Regions from separate parts of the Gasterosteus aculeatus genome. Here region 1 is linked to region 2. Evidence: chromatin contacts called from public Hi-C data. All regions are on one chromosome and are shown on one strand. Each heading gives the region's core, a stretch centred on a gene start, on an enhancer-like site or on the middle of the called end of the contact. The rest is flanking DNA. Distances are from core to core; before and after follow the strand shown. Region 1 holds the start of aopep (aminopeptidase O (putative)). Region 2 overlaps fancc (FA complementation group C).

The links. A called contact is a pair of places that touch in the nucleus more often than the background predicts.
Region 1: a Hi-C map of skeletal muscle shows a contact between it and region 2, with 3 times the contacts expected there. The contact joins the promoter of aopep here to the enhancer-like site in region 2. A contact is called at or near these places in 5 of 6 Hi-C or Micro-C datasets (liver, skeletal muscle, tail fin and 1 more).

The regions. Positions count from the first base shown.
Region 1 is chr13:7,800,511-7,805,351 of fGasAcu3.hap1.1, reverse strand. aopep (aminopeptidase O (putative)) reads left to right here and starts at 1,858. Exons shown (of 19, transcript XM_078087365.1): 1 at 1,858-2,225; 2 at 2,855-3,687; 3 at 3,982-4,151; 4 at 4,830-4,841. The coding sequence starts at 2,897. dock8 (dedicator of cytokinesis 8) reads left to right here. Exons shown (of 48, transcript XM_040195064.2): 48 at 136-1,782. The coding sequence ends at 187.
Region 2 is chr13:7,740,476-7,745,636 of fGasAcu3.hap1.1, reverse strand. fancc (FA complementation group C) reads right to left here. Exons shown (of 16, transcript XM_040195900.2): 13 at 3,594-3,768; 14 at 2,398-2,610; 15 at 1,948-2,152; 16 at 410-1,083. The coding sequence ends at 1,976. It overlaps aopep (aminopeptidase O (putative)), which reads left to right. Exons shown (of 19, transcript XM_078087365.1): 19 at 889-1,401. Among protein-coding and RNA genes, the nearest start is that of fancc, 21 kb to the right of the region's middle. Within about 2 kb of position 3,041, at least 2 of the 9 cell types and tissues checked have open chromatin away from gene starts, as enhancers often do. A contact at or near this core is called in liver, where this site is marked.

The DNA of each region.
Region 1 (4,841 bases), core at 609-3,108, 61 kb before region 2:
GGAAATGCATCTCCAATGACTCTACTCCTACAACTACCTGCCCTGACTCCTCATCCTCCTCTTTCTCACCATGATCACTCCTTATCTGGAGTTTTCTCTGCCGTCGCTCATCTACTTGTCATCTCCGTCTTACAGGGATTCCTTCAAGCGTCTAAGTTTCCGCAAAGTTCAGGAGGAAAACTCCTGAGGATGCCACAACTTCTTTGAGACAGAGAGAGAGCGCTAGGGAGAGGAAGGGGAGGCTGTCACACAACCCAAAGAGGAAACGTGAAGACGACATGAAAGAAGAGAGAAGTAAAGGAGCTGCTGGTGACACCCTTTTGCTCTTATCTGCGCTGGAGACGCATTGTGTCCACAATGGAGGACTCTGCTTGTCAACAGTCCAGCAGTGCTTATTAATGTCTGAGGCACGTCCACTTTGTATGATTTCTAGGGTTGTTTGTTACAGGAGGCAAAAGGTGAATGAGCACATATAAACATGGAGCTTTAGAGCATTTCACTGTAAAATCTTCAGATGCTTTTGGCGCTGTTGAGTTCTTTTTTTTTCTTCTTTTTCTAGTTAGCTGCCAGTCCTAATAATGCTGCAACCTCTGGGTTGGTACATAAGCGGACTAAAGTTCCTCTCTGAGGCCCTTGCTGGCCCAGGGTCTGTGTGTGTGCCAATAATGCTTATGTCCTGTGTGTATGTACATGTCTCAATGGATGTGTGTTTATTTAGATCATGTTTGGAGTAGAGGATTTTGGTGCCATACTGAATTCACTTGACAAATGATTCTGTTTTGTGCTAAAAGGCCTCTGAAATTCTACTGGGTGTCTACATGAAATGTGCTGGTTAGAGCAGCAGCAGTATGGGTGGATTTGTGCACTGGAAAAATAAGACACAATTTCCTACGTTTGTTGAATATACAGTACCTGGTCATGTAGCTAATGGAAGAGTTTAACTTATTGATGCATCTGAGGCTCTACATCACACATGGCTTATCTCTAAATACTCATTTTGTATATAGATGTATTACATCAGATAGTTAAAAAGATGTTTACAAAGCTATGAAAAACTATTTTGCATTGTATGGAAATGTATTTTTAGATAAGAACAGCAATAATGATTTTATTGATGATTTATTTAGTTGGCAGGATTCAGTCACTGAGTGCACTGTAAGAATCTCAATGTATATTCCAGTAGTTTCAGTACCTGTTAATAGTCTAATTCCTACAATGCACAGAGTGCCAAATTGAATTCCTCCTTACATAAGAACAGAGATGCTAGAAATACAACACTTTGAAAAGTGACGCCACAAAGCGGTGCTTTGCATTTTGTTCAGTCATCAAAATACATTACAGAGGAAAGCTTTATTTCTGCTTTGCAGTATTCGATAGTGGCGACCTGATTTCCTTTTGACATCCATTAACAGCTCTCTGTATTACAGTAACGTCAATGCACTTGCCATTTCAAAAGTGCGTGTATACACTTTTATATACATTGATAGTCATTTGAATATTTTCCGCTCTGTTTCCAGGTACATCTGTTATTTATGAGCTGTGGAATATGTGAGTATTAACTAAAAATGTATAGCTATTTTTAAACATGCAGTCCATTGCTGTAAGTTGGTGTTATGAGATAAATTGGTGGCAATCAACATCTGGAAAATTCATTTGTTTCTTCATGAGTTATTTTTATGTGTATACCTGTTGTGTTTTAATAACTGTGGAATTTTTACTTGTCAGGCATTCTGTTCTGTTGAACTCAAATAAAACTTAATATATCCCACATTTGTCAATAAATTGTGGCGAGAGTCTTTAAAAAAAGATTTGCTGTTATATTACAAAGCTATATTACTTGATAACCTAAACCCAACATGCACAGATTAAATGTTATCAATATTTTTGTAATTGGTCTATTGTATAAAAAAACTAATCCAATGTGGTTGGTACATTGAACTATTTAAAAGGCGGGAAGAACTTGGGTAACAAATGCAAAAACTACAACCTCGTACTGTCGCGTCAATGCAACGTCATCACTGCGCGACGTCGATTAAACGGACACAGGTTTGTTGAAGATTTCCGTAACTGCGCGCGTGACTCCTCGGCGTTAAACCCGCGGTGGCTTTCAGGCGTTAAAGGCACCGTGAGGCGGGCGATGCATAACGGGGCATTTACCCGTTTTAGGACGCTGCCCGTCTCGCGTCATTCCGTCCTGTGGTGACATTTAGCCGACCTGACTACAGGTGATACTCACCAGTGTGCACGTGATGTAGATAACAGACCGGTCACACGTGTCGTGTATTTAGCCGACCCGTTACACCAATGCGAGGCGTTATTCTTTTTTTTTTAACCTCTCGGTGCCGCTGATATTCTCTGATTTTGTGTGCTCAATTTTACGAATTTACCCCCGCACCGAATAAACCTCTGAGGATTTCCTGCTGTCAATGGTAATTGCCACTCGGTGTTGCCAAGCCTGCTTCATGCCCCGAGCATTGAGACAGTGAAACCTCAGATACAGCTGCAGCAGGAGAGCCTTTCTAACAGACTGCAGCGGGTCGGTGGCTCGTCCTGGTCTTCTGCTGATAAAACAAATCACTTAAACTGCCACTTCATTAACACCGATCAAAATGCCATCGTGAAACAAGTTTTCCTCGCTGGAAACATTAATGCGTGAACGGATTGAGTTGAGCTTGCAGACTTTGACGCTTTGGCTTCATCGCAGCACATTCAGCAACTAAATTAAGCACCTCAGTCCACAGGAAGCTATAGAATATGAACTAAAAGCGTTTGGTTACCATTACCATTACCATAAGATATGTAAATGAATGCGGAAACAACACAATTGCAGTGAAGCTTTATTTTCGGTCTTCAGGTTCAACCATCCTCTGCTCAACTTAGACCGTATTTGTGTGACATGGAGCCGGACGCGGATGACCTTCCCCTCCGAGCCAACACTAACCACATACTCGTCAGACATTACGTGCTGGACCTGGCCGTTCATTTCGACAGGAAGGTCATCGGCGGCACCGTCGTTCTCTTCCTGGAGCCTTGCTCCAGTTCGGGGAGCGCCAAGGAGGAGGCCGGAGGGAGCCCGGGTGCTCTTGAGTGTCGATCTCGGGATGCGGATGAGCAGGAAGATGCGACAATAGGACTCGCGGAGACCCCGACCAGGGCGAAGAACAGGTGTGCCGGCCGAGAAAGGGACGCACCTGAACCCCGAGCTCCGCCTGGCAGCGGGTCGGCGCACGCTGCCGCTGAAAGCGGAGGTAGTCCGTCGCCACGGTCGTGGGAGGCCAACAGCGGCGGCGATTTCACCTTGTTGCTGGACTGCTGTGACCTCGACGTGTCGAAGGTGGAAGAGGTGGACGTGGCCTCCGCGTCGGCCGCGCCGGGCCTCCTGCCGCACCCTGTCGCACCCGAGGGGTCCGCCGTCCCTTCGGTGAAGCCCGAAGCGGCCTTCGTTCAGAACCTCCTCTCCGTGCCCGCTGGCCAATGGCGGCGACGGCAGCAGCTCCTCTCGCTGTGTAGCCGAGCCCCTGGCGCTCCGGGTGGCGGCTCGCTGCCTTTCCGTACAGACCGCTGGAGTCTGCAGGTGAGGAAGAAGGGGGCGGTGTCACCTCGGGACTTCCCCCGCGTCCTCAGGATCTGCTATGAGACGAGGCCGGAGGGGGGCTCCGTGAGGTGGACCCAAGACCAGGACAACAGGTTTGTCTCCGCGTGCAAATCATTCACAGTGTCATTTGGTTTCACATTATTAGACTTCTCTTCTAAATACTTTAGAACTGTTTTGATTTCTGCTACTCGAATGACAGTGTAATATTCTGAGCTCGTCGCGTCAGACTAGATTAGAGGATCGACGGCTTCGTTAATGCACAGAAACACCCTTTGGGCTGTTCTATTCCTCTGCGTGTCCATGCCTGACGTGCCTGTGTCTTGGTGGTGGATCCTTTGAGATTTGCACGAGGGTTGTTTATAGTTTACCGTTGTTTACCCTTCCAGGGTGTGTGTTTACACTGCAGGTTCTCCCATCAACAACAGAGCACTCTTCCCCTGCCAGGAGCCGCCTGTTGCCATGTCAACGTGGCAGGCGGCGGTACGGGCCCCCAGCGGGTGCGTGGTTTTGATGAGTGGGGAGGAGGCCGCCGTACCCGTTGAGGACGGGGACACGCGTAAGCTGTTCTTTCACAAACCGTTTGTGACAACTAGTAGACGTCTAGTCGATTTTATCAATGTTGCACAAAGTCGCTCATTTGCTCTCGTTTAAACTATTAAAGTGCATTTGAAGTAGTTTCCTTTTTTTTACCTATTCTGTAAAATATAAAAGGGTAAAATATGTAATTTTGGTGTCGTTGAAACCTGAGTTTAAGTGTTATTAGGAAGCAATACGGCAACGTTTCAAAGGCAACTTGGTTTACTTTTGAAACCAGTTTCCTCCAGACTCGGATGTAATTCACATACCTATAGTGTGTTGTGCTCATTGACATCTGTTGCAACCAAAAATAAATCTGTAAGAATGTGTAAACTTCCTGTGTAGGAGCTTGAGAAATAACACCAGGCTTCTACACGAGACTTGCTATTAAAATGGTTGCAAGTCAGGATGAGATTACTGCAGTATTGTTTTAAAAAAACTCAATTTTAAAAATCCTTAATTGAAGTATTTGTTTAATTGGCATGGAAGATGTCAACTTTGCCATAGGACCAGTATGTAGATCCGTGCCATTAGGGATACGGATCTGTTAGTTTGAAATAAAAGAATAAAACGACTTTCAGTGGAAAGATGATTTATTCTGCCCCTCCGCCCTCCCACCTTTTTGACTTTTTCATCCTTTCTCTACTACTCTCTGCAGGCTCCTTAATCT
Region 2 (5,161 bases), core at 1,792-4,291:
TGGCCCACAGTGTTGTTTCTTCTCGCTGCTAGAAAGACTCTTTAATGCCAACTGTATTTAAGACGGCTGTTGTATTCGATTTCAAAGCATACGTTGGAATCTTTTCTAATTGTTGATGCGGTATGTATACATGCTTCTCACAGAAGGTGGCAGAATGTAATTTAGATGGATGTATATTTCTGTAGTGTAAAAGCCATTTTGTTTAAACCAACAATGTAACAATTATTTTGGGTGGAAAAGTTTCTACCGTGTGAAGCAAACCTTTCACCAGCTAGCGGCCCAACAACCGCCACAGTCTAAATGGACCTAAAGTGGTGTGGTTTCTGGCGGGTTTGGGGTTAGCGGAGCGCCGCTCGAGTTGGCGTTCCCTTTTCGCTTCATTACAGACAAAAAAACAAGGTAAAAAGTGTTTTCATGGTTTGCCAGTGCTTTGTTGGAGAGCGAGCAGAGATATTCAGGGTTGGCTTCCTGTGCCTACTGAGCTGATAATCAGTCCTATACAACCACTGGCTCAGTTCAGCAGGAACCGGAGTCCAGTCCACTCCACACCGGACCAGAAGACGACACAAGCACTGGTGGTACACAAAAGACTCGTTAGTGTTGGCAACCACTTTGCTTCTTTTGTTTTAGTCTGTTGCAAGGATATATATTTTACTACCTACAAAATTATTCATAACATTGTTCACAGATTCATTTGTAACCCAAATCATGTTGGTTGATCTACATTTAAACTCAGAAAAAAATGCCCTGTATGGGTTGTACCGGTGGTTTCAGACCAAACTGGATTATTTGTGGATACTGAACACACACAGTATCCAGGCTTTGCCTCCACATCCGGTGACCAAAGGCTCCGTAATGCTCCAATGTGAACGTATCTCTCTCTTCCAGTTTGCTGACTTCAGACGGAGATGAAAGGAGTTTGGCACGCGGGGCGCAGCGGTCACCTCCTCTTCCTCAGTGAGCGGGGGCCGGCTCCAGAATCACTCAGCGGAGTGGAAACCAAACCGGCCAACTGGGAAGCTTTGGAGCGCAGCAGCTCTGCATGTTTAAGTCCAAAGAAATGAGGAATAACGCCAGCTGTTCCTAGTGAGACACAACATTGTTTACTTAATGAAAGGGAAAAATCACAATTTACCGGTTTTAAAATGATAGATTTTGTGTGGCCAGAGGCACACCCATCCATGTTTAGGAGCATGTGGTAAACCCATGATGTGGCTCGTAAGAGTTAAAGACTAAATGCTTTCAGGTCATTCCCATTTTTATAGACGACAAATTACTTCACTCAGTCCATTACAACACTTTTCCAAAGGCGTTAATTCCAGTTTTGTTACTGCTGTGTGTAAATTTTGATCATACATTTTAAGTGAATGTTCATGTTTAAATAAAAATTCTTGAGAAAAACTCTGGTATTTGATTTTTTCTTACTATATCAGTTTACAAAATTTCTGCACTTAGAATTATGGATAAGGAGTCATTCTGTATAGAAAACGTACAAAAATATTGCGATTTGTTGTTTATAACAAAGTAAGTAACATTTAAACACAAATGGTATTCACACAGATAACTGGTGTTTGGTTTCCTGCCCTCAAACAAATAAATTGTATTTCAGTCAGTTCGAGTAACATCATGGATACTTAGTGAGTGAGACGATTATATGACACGTTTTACGAGCCGCTGCTGCTTTGTAGTGTGATCGGTCGCTGCTGAAGTATCCTAGTGGGCCTTGTAGATGTGTTGCGTGGTTGTTTGCGTGTGATTGACGACTCTCTACCTAATCTGTCCTCGCTGTGATGTTTTGACACACTCCATGCACCGCTGCATGTCCCAACAAGAGCGTGGCTATTTGATATTCTGCACAAGTGCCTTGAAAAAAAAAACCTGAGCTGAGGATGGCTGAGGATTCTATGCATTGTGTGTGTGTGTGTGTGTGTGTGCGCGCACTCTCACCTATTTTGAAGTGTGTGTGTGCGAGGGCTTATTCCTTGGCAGGGCTTGATGCTACGTGCATATGTGTTAATGTGTTTTGGAGTGCCCGGATCCGGAGATGAACTCTTTCAGTGTCGCTTGATAAGCAGTCGCCTTGGTTCATTCTGATCTGCAGGGAGCTGAGAACCCACCGCGCTCCATCAACCAGACCACAGCGATCCAGCACCTGGACTCACACGTACACAAAGACACACCGTCTAAATAATCATTCAATCATTCGACATCCAAACTGGGGTGTACATGAAAAATATATACACACAACTACTTAAAAACTGCTAAATTTTATTTAGCCCAAAAGTTTGTATCTGTTTTTAATTAAAAAAGAAAATCTATTGTTGATGTTACAGTTTCAATACATCAAAAATGTCACCTGAAAGCACATTTTGGTGAATAGGAAGATGGTTTCCTCACCATCTGCACAATCTCCGTTGATGCACTCAGGGATTGTTGGAGAAAAACAGCAAAGTTGACAAACAGGTTGAGTGTCAACAATGGAGACAGCGGTGGCGGCTGGGGTTGTGGGGACAGCAGAGTGACCAATGACTGCAGGAGATCAATAGGAAGAGGAGGATCCAAGACCGAGAACAGGGAGTGTAGGTGGTCCCATGCTTCTTTGCCACGTACCTGGAAACAGAAATTACACAATAAATGTCTGGTCAGCTGACATGTCCACGTACAGACCTTACTGGAATCAAGAATCATTGCTTTAAATATCCGCCCAAATGAAAACCAATAGATTAGTAGTGATGAATTAAGTCAACCTCGTGCACGTTGATCATAATGTCAGAGATGGCGGCGACTGCAGCAAGTCTAACAGGGTTATGGCAGGAGGCGGACAAACAGGAGACAGAGAGAAACTCGGGTCAGCTGGCCAGACACTAACTGAGAAATCAATACTACATCACCCAGCCACCCTCCCTCATATCTCTCTCTCTCTCTCTGTGTCTCTCTCATTGCTCTGATCCACCTTTTCTCTGTATTTGTTCAATTGCTTTCAACAAAGACACATATTATACCACTAACAATATACAGACCATCCACATTGTGGACTTGTTGAGTTATGCTACATGCTATATGCTATAGCTGCAGGCTGTGTGATATGATATCCAAACTAGGACCTAGCTATTCTTAAGTCATATCAAATAAAGATGACAAGTCAGTACAGTGTTGATCTTTGCAGTGTTGCAAATGCAATATGAGCAACAACGTAAGGACGATTCAAAATATGTTTCCAAAATAAAGTGTAAAATAAGGCAACACTAGCGGCTGCGTGAGGCTGTGCACAGTGGTGAGTGAATGTATCATCAGAACACACTGGCCGTGACAATATATCCATCCATAAACCTACTGTAACTATCTATCTATCCAGTGTCCAAAGTAGGTATACAGTTTACCATGTTCAACGTATTATTTAAGCATTCTAACCTTTTCTGAATTGCACTGAACACAAAGCACAGCTGGGGCTGAGGAGAAAGTCATAAGGTTTGTATTTGGTCACAAACCAAAAGCACTAGACAAGTTGAAATGTTGAGTGGACACTAGAGAAAAGGGAAGAGGATCTCATGGGACACGTACTGCGGGGACCAGTAGGTCTCTGGATGTCTTACCAACTGCAGCGCTCTGTGGTGCCCCCTGTTAGTGGGGTGGTGGTAGAAGGTGAGCAGCCACAGGAGGGGGGCACAGTCCTCAGGCTCCGACGTCACCAGCAGCTGGACAGCCACTTGCACCCAATGGGAACACTGGACCAGAAGGAACCAGGCCTCGAACACTGTGTGGAACCTCCTACAGCACAGAACATGAAAAAGTAGAGTGACCTGATACTTCGCAGGATCTTAAAAGATTTTTCTGACCTGCAGTGGCAAAAGTACACGGATGACTGACACGGCATATGACATGACATATTTGTATGTCCCATTATTTTTCGTCCCGTCCTTGATGTCTGTCAGAGAACAGTCCCCCAGTCCACAGACACAAAAATACACAACACCTGGCAACGCACACAGCCTGACAAGGTGAAAACAATACCAGCGTCGCTGGAAGAATCAACATTCATCTCCATCTTAGTTGGGAGTCATGTCACCTGAAACAGAAATCTACCTGGCCACCGAGAAAACCACTGATGAGCCTCTTTTTGTTGGATTATATTTGAAGTTATAAATTCACCATGTAGTAGTAATATCTAAAAACTAAGCAGATCGGGAGGTTTCATTTAATTCCTCATTAGCCTGCTAAAGTATGTGTATTAATATTTACAACTTTCTCCTTCTCCAATTCCTAAGCCACGACTTACAGGTTAATGACTTATACACATTTACACAGTCGTTTTATTTGAAACTCACTTAATAACATAAATGACAGAGAGTGGAGGTATTTTTAATACATTTTGAAAAATGGATTATGAAACGTGGATTTTGTTTCATCAAAATCTGGATGGAAATGATTTGGTTTCCTGTGTCACACACACACCATCTATTAACAGGCTGTCTGGGGTCATTTACATCATAATATCTTTATTAACGAGCCACTGTTCAGATTGTCTGCCAGGAATGTTTGTCCAGTCCCGCTGACCGGAACAAAAGACCATCACAAAGAGCTTTAATAGACATCTGAATTTCACAATTAGATACTGAATTTGAATTGTTTATCTCAGATATCATCACACTGAGGGACAGTAGTGATCAAATTCACAAAGAATGGTATGCTTTTATGCTAAGCAACATCTTAAAGTACAAAGTTTAGACGAGTTGTGTTTTGTCTAAAGCTATTTACATTTATAATACTTAACTTTCTTTTTAATCGGAGCTACAAGAGATTGAACACAGTCCTGCCAGAAACAAGTGAGAGAATGACAAAAGCGGAGATGACTTTCTAGATTTCCTAGAAACAATGTTAAATATTTTCTGGTCCTTGTCAGAAATAGAATCAGCTGCCTCATTTTTGTAATGAGGCAGCAAATGTAAATACATTTTTGTTATTCTACATATGGGTTTTAGCCTCCAAACAGCATATTTTTATTATCTGTCCCTTTCTTAGTTTACAAACTATTATTTGCAAATTTTTCATAGGAAAAAAATGAAAATAACGTAATTTAACATGTAAATTTGGGCTCTGAGAAGCTCGGGGGCATTTTTTTATTATTGTCTTGCTAATTTACAGATGAGAAAATCCATTACAC